Linked DNA regions of Sus scrofa: region 1 is linked to region 2. The links are chromatin contacts, called in public promoter capture Hi-C maps. All regions are on one chromosome and are shown on one strand. Each heading gives the region's core, a stretch centred on a gene start, on an enhancer-like site or on the middle of the called end of the contact. The rest is flanking DNA. Distances are from core to core; before and after follow the strand shown.

What was found. Promoter capture Hi-C pulls out the DNA fragments that hold promoters and counts their contacts.
Region 1: a contact with region 2 is called in a promoter capture Hi-C map of fetal liver, with 5 times the contacts expected there. The contact joins the promoter of PAICS here to the promoter of CEP135 in region 2. A contact is called at or near these places in 2 of 5 promoter capture datasets (fetal liver and fetal skeletal muscle), 4 of 47 Hi-C or Micro-C datasets (embryonic fibroblasts, retroperitoneal adipose tissue and subcutaneous adipose tissue) and 2 of 2 datasets of contacts at active chromatin or transcription factors (alveolar macrophages and skeletal muscle).

The regions. Positions count from the first base shown.
Region 1 is chr8:55,699,414-55,702,113 of Sscrofa11.1, forward strand. PAICS (multifunctional protein ADE2) reads left to right here and starts at 1,287. Exons shown (of 10, transcript XM_021101375.1): 1 at 1,287-1,412; 2 at 1,772-1,838. The coding sequence starts at 1,386. It overlaps PPAT (amidophosphoribosyltransferase), which reads right to left and starts at 1,664. Exons shown (of 11, transcript XM_003482396.4): 1 at 835-1,664. The coding sequence starts at 962.
Region 2 is chr8:55,249,509-55,252,208 of Sscrofa11.1, forward strand. CEP135 (centrosomal protein of 135 kDa) reads left to right here and starts at 1,394. Exons shown (of 26, transcript XM_021101350.1): 1 at 1,394-1,642.

The DNA of each region.
Region 1 (2,700 bases), core at 37-2,536, 450 kb after region 2:
TTATATCAACTCCAGTTTAATTAGTAAGAAATGGAAAGATCACGAAGCAGAGTTATTTTTTAACTAAAAGGGATCTATATCAATTTTTCCAAAATCAATAGGTATTCTGTCATACAGGAACTACTCTCCTCTCTCTCTTTTAAGAATGGATTTATCCTGGCATTTTCTTACTACCAACATTTTCATTCATTATTTAAAACGTTTACCAATGAATTGTTTGCAGATGCCCTACTCCCTGTGATTGTGTTATTTTCTGTTAATGTATATGAGATCTAGAACCCAACCGGTAGATCCTTTTGAACACCAACTAATCCCGTTTTCCCGGGTTTGAATCCCCAATTTCCAACAGCTACAACTACGTTCAAATACACAAATCTACTCAATAGCTCTGTCCTTGCAAACAATAGCTTGTGGTGGTTGCAGACTCCGCGCGAAACCTCAACCAACGAGCTTTAGGTCCTGGACCCGCAGTCACACCACAGAAGCATATCACAAGCACAGCGCCAGGCTCTGGGAGATTAAAACCCACAAGCAGCCCGGTAGGAACCCCGACTGGGTTAGTCCAAGCGAACCCGAGCCTTACCAACTGGCCAGACCCATGGGGGGTGCACGACACTGGAGCTAGGTGAGCCCCTACAGAGCATTAAGGGTTGCAAGGGACAAGGCTGCAATCTGGTGAGGCAAGGTAATCTCCGCGCACACCTGGGCAATCTGGCGGATGCCGCAGGGAACCGGTCCAGGTAAGAGAGCGGTCCCGCCTCCCGTCCTCGGTGGAGAACTCGGGCAGATGCAGACACAGGCTCCGCCATCCCCACCCCGCAGCCAGCTGCTCACCGGTGCTGCAGCCCTACAAGTCCCAGAGTGATCACGTGCGGCACATCCAGCTGCGTGGGCCACTCTCCTGAGGCAATGCACCCGAACACACCGCACTCCTCTCGGACCCCCAGCTCCTCCAGCTCCATGTCGTCGAAAGCACGTGGAGGGAGCGGCCGCCGCAGGAGGAGTCTAAGCACCAACCAGCTGCTCGCTCGGCCTGGGGCACCAGAGGCTCGCGCGGATGAAGCCCCTTCCTTCCAGGCGGCAGGACCCTCGCTACTGCGGCGGCGCGTGCTCCCCTCTAGTGAGTGTAATTTAGCTCGCCCCGCCCCTGCCCCGCCCCTCACAACCCACCAATGAGCGGAGGCGGAGGGTGGGCTCCGCGGTTAGGGCGGGGCCAGGGCTCCCGTGGGTGGAGCTAGTCCTTTACCTAAGCCCTTAGGGAAGGTAATTTTCCTGCTTGGGAGAATCTCCGTTATTTTCTGGCATCCAAGCTAGGGGTGATGAGGCTAGCTGGGTGGAGGTCGCTTCTCTCCCAGAGAAAGTAAACTTTTTGTGTCCCTCCCCACATGCTTTCCCCTGGGCGTCACTACTTGGTATGCTCCAACCTCTGACCCGCTCTCTCAGCGGAGGAGGGGGCCGGGTGGGCGAGCCGCCGCGGGGTGGGGAGGGGCCGCCGGTGCGCGCCACTTTCCTGTCTTCTGGCTCTGCGCCCGCGCGCAGGGCGGTGCACCCGCCGCGTTGCGGCGCCTGCGCCGCGGGAAGCCTGCGAGAAGCGGTGGCCCCCGGCGTTCAAGTTCCTCTCCGGCTGCAGAGACCCCCGGGAGTCCCGCTCCGTTGTGGTGCTCGGAGTCCGAGAGGGGGCGCCGTGCATCCCGCGGCCCCGCCGGGGGCGTGTCTGGGGCCGTGCCTCCCTTCCCCGCCCTGGGAGCCTCTGATTGCGCTTCTTTTCCAGAGTCCTCCCTCTTGTGCAGTCGCTGCAGCTGCCCCCAGCCCGCTCCGGACAATGGCGACGGCTGAGGGTGAGTAATCAGCGGCCCGGGGAGTTGGGTTTCCTGCTTCCGCGGCCTTCCAGCTCCTCGGCCTCGAGCTCGAGGGCTCGACGCGGACAGGTGCGCTCTTCACTGCCCAGATCACAGCCTCCCGGGCAGTGCCTGGCTTCCCGCACCCGCCCCTCCGGACGAGCGGACACGTGGCCCGGGCGCCGGAGCGGTGCATTGGAAACAAAGCGCTCCCAGCCTCCCAACTTTCTGAAACATCCAGAACTGCCTCTGGCATGGGGAAAAGGAGCAAAGGGTAATTAAAACGAGAAATGGTCAGAGGTTGGAGAGCTGCCTGGAAATCGCGCTTGCAGTCAATAGATATTGCAAAAGAGTTCACGGGAACATGTGGTGTCGACTCTTCAAAGTCTTGCTTTTTCCTGTTACGTTAATAATAACCTGCTATTTCATAAAATTAGTAATTGAACGTTTTGAAAAATTTAAAATTTGCTGTCCAAGTTTTGTGTGTGTGTTTTAGTTTTTTGTACCAATGATGGCCTTGGAGAGTTCCAAAACCACCAGACCAAAAAAGTTTGCTTCTTCACTTTGCATTGACCCTATTACATATTTACATAATACTAATTTTGTTCGCTCATGATTAGGATCCTCAGGAAAGATCCTTTGTGTTATTTTTACTGATAAAACTGCCCTCCTCCCATACTCTATTTCTTTCTCTCTCTCTCTTTTTTTTTTTTTTTTTGCTTTTTAGGGTGGTACCACGCGGCAGGCATATGGAGGTTCCCAAGCTAGAGGTCAAACCTTAGCTGCAGCTGCTAGCCTACAGCACAGCCACAGCAATGTGGGATCCAAGCCATGTTTGCCACTTACACCGCATCTCACCGCA
Region 2 (2,700 bases), core at 144-2,643:
TGCAAGCTCATTGTCAGTGCAAAGTTTTTTCTTTTCCCTTTGCATCTGGCTCCCCCTCCTTCGGCTTATCAGTTTTGATGGTGGTCCCATCAGGTCTGCTCCACAATCAGGGCTCCTGTCTCAGGGTGATGTGGGGGACCTAGAGAGCCCAGATGAGGCTTGGTTTCTTTTTCTTTCTGCCTCCTCAGCCCACCCTCTCGCTCAAAGCCAGGACCTGAGTGCTGAGCAGCAATAATTCTGTGTGCCAGAGGAACCAGGGCCCTGACCTCAGGCCTTGCGGCCCAGCAGTGCGCCTGCACTGGTCTTCCGTGACATCTGGAGCAAAACTGGACTGCAACTTCAGTGTCCCACTCATCTTTTAAATTTCTTTGATTTTAGTTTTTGTATTTTCTAATGGCTATGTGTTTGGGACAAAGGGAAGCCAAAGAGTCTTCTGGACTGGGTGACTGTTGCATAGTCATTTGCTATGATATTTATTTATGGCTCCCTATTTTCAAAAAAGATATTTGTTGCTAGGCAACAAAAAAGTCTTTAACTGTACGTGTTCAAGACTACAAAAGCCATCCACGGAGCCTCATTGCCTCCTAGAAATTCCATAAAACAGCTTATTGAAGGATGTGGGAAGAGGGACAGGGCTCCCTGCGGAAACGGTTAAAGCGATATATGAATGCGTACAAAGTTATTCACGGCCCACAGAGCAATTAGGTGAGATATATATACACAAGGATTAAGTGCATCTTCAAAATGGATGCCCTGCTTGGGAGAAGAGTAAACAGGAGGCGATGAACGCCTCTCTGATCATCTAGAAGTTTCCACGCGACAAATGGAATTCCAATATCCGACCATGCATTTTCTCAATGTGAACAGGTTCTCTATAGCCAGTTGATTTACATTTGATTCCATTCTCGAATGTTTCTTGCGGTTGGTGCTAGAGAAACAGCTGAGTGAAATAAACTGACTCCAGGAATGCGCAGTAGGGGGCGGCAGAGGTAAACATACAAAGACAATGACGTTTGACAGAGGAGCTCTAACTCAAGAACTCAAACGCAATGATGTTATGCTCATCATAACGGGATGAGTATAATATTGGGATCTGGACATCTGTAAGAGGCCGGGGGTGCGGGAGCAAAGTTAGTTAACTGCGTTGGGTGGTTGTCAGGGAAAGTTGCACAGACAACCGGGTACTTCGGCTGAGTTCACGTGGGGAGCAGGCGTCCCCGGAGGGTGAAGGCTAACCGGCTGCAGGGACCAGGGCTGCACAGGCTCTAACCCAGCGCCCCGAAGGTCAAGGAAGTTCAAGGCAACGACAGGCGCAGCCTGGACGACGGCCGCCGCGGTGGTTCCGGCTCCCGCCGCCAGAAGGCGCCGCAGCGCCGCACCTTCCAGGCCCGTTCGTTTCCGGGCCTGGGCCCGGCGCCGCCATCAGAATCGGGCGCGTCCCCGCCGCGCGCGGCGACCCGTCTTCCGCTCCCGTTACCGAGGCAACCGCTGCGCCTACTCCGCGCCGGTCGCGATAGTCCGTCCGTGCCATTTTCAAACTGTCCCAGCGCCGGAGCCGGTGTCCGCGGCGGCGGAAGCCAGCGAGCGAGGCAGGCGCAGGGGATGCGACCGCGAGCGGAGGGAGCGGCAGCCGGGGCGGCGGGTGAGCACGGACCGGGCGGGCGGCGCGGTGGGGGAGGAAGTGGGGCCCGGGCGGGGACTCTGGCGCCGCGGCCGCCCGCTGGCGGGAGCCGTGCGGGGAGCGGGTTCGGGCTGCGGACCTGGCTCCGCCGCTGCGCTCGCGGCAGCCTCCACCGGCCCCGCGCAGCCGCTGCTGCTGGCCGGTTGCTCGAGGTGGGAGCGCCCTCTTCCCAGCTGGTCCCTCGGCGCTTGGTAAACGCAGACAGGCCCGAGCGCAGGCCGAGCCTTGGCGGCGACCTCCGCCCGTTTGCGGCTCTCAGGGAAGGACCCGGTTCGGTTCGGGCCTGGGCGTAGACACGTCCCGGGCCTCTGGGAAAACGCGCCGCGCTGGCTCCGGGTGGTGGTGAGCGCGCGTGGAGCGCCGAGCCTCCGCGCCTGTTGTCCTGCAGGGAGCTGAGTACAGACGCTCCTGGAGCGGGGGTGGGGAACGTTGGTACCAGCTTTTTGTCCTTCTTGGAAGGATTTTAATCTTTCATCTCTCTTGTGTGTTGATGAGTGTTTTGATTCGTACTCCTGCTTCTCTATCTTAGAAGGATGTGAGCAGGTAGTATTTCTGGGTAACCAAAGTCGGTGCCAGACAAGGAGAAATGTTTGGATGGCGAGGTCCTGCTGGTTCTGGGTTTTTTTATTTTTATTCTCTTGCTTTTTAGGGCCGCACCCCTTGAATGTGGAAGTTCCCAGGCTAGGCGTCAAATTGGAGCCACAGCTGCCTGTCTGCACCACAGCCACAGCAATGCAGGATCCAATCCCTGTCTGTGACGTGCACCACAGCTCAGGCAACGATGGATCCTTTTTTTTGTCTTTTTGCCTTTTCTAGGGCCACTTGCTGCGGCATATGGAGGTTCCCAGGCTAGGGGTTCAATCGGAGCTGTATTCGCCAGCCTACGCCAGAGCCACAGAAACGCAGGATCCCAGCCGCATCTGCGATCTACACCACAGCTCAGGGCAACACTGGATCCTTAACCCACTGAGCAAGGTCAGGGATTGAACCCACAGCTTCATGGTTCCTAGTCGAATTCG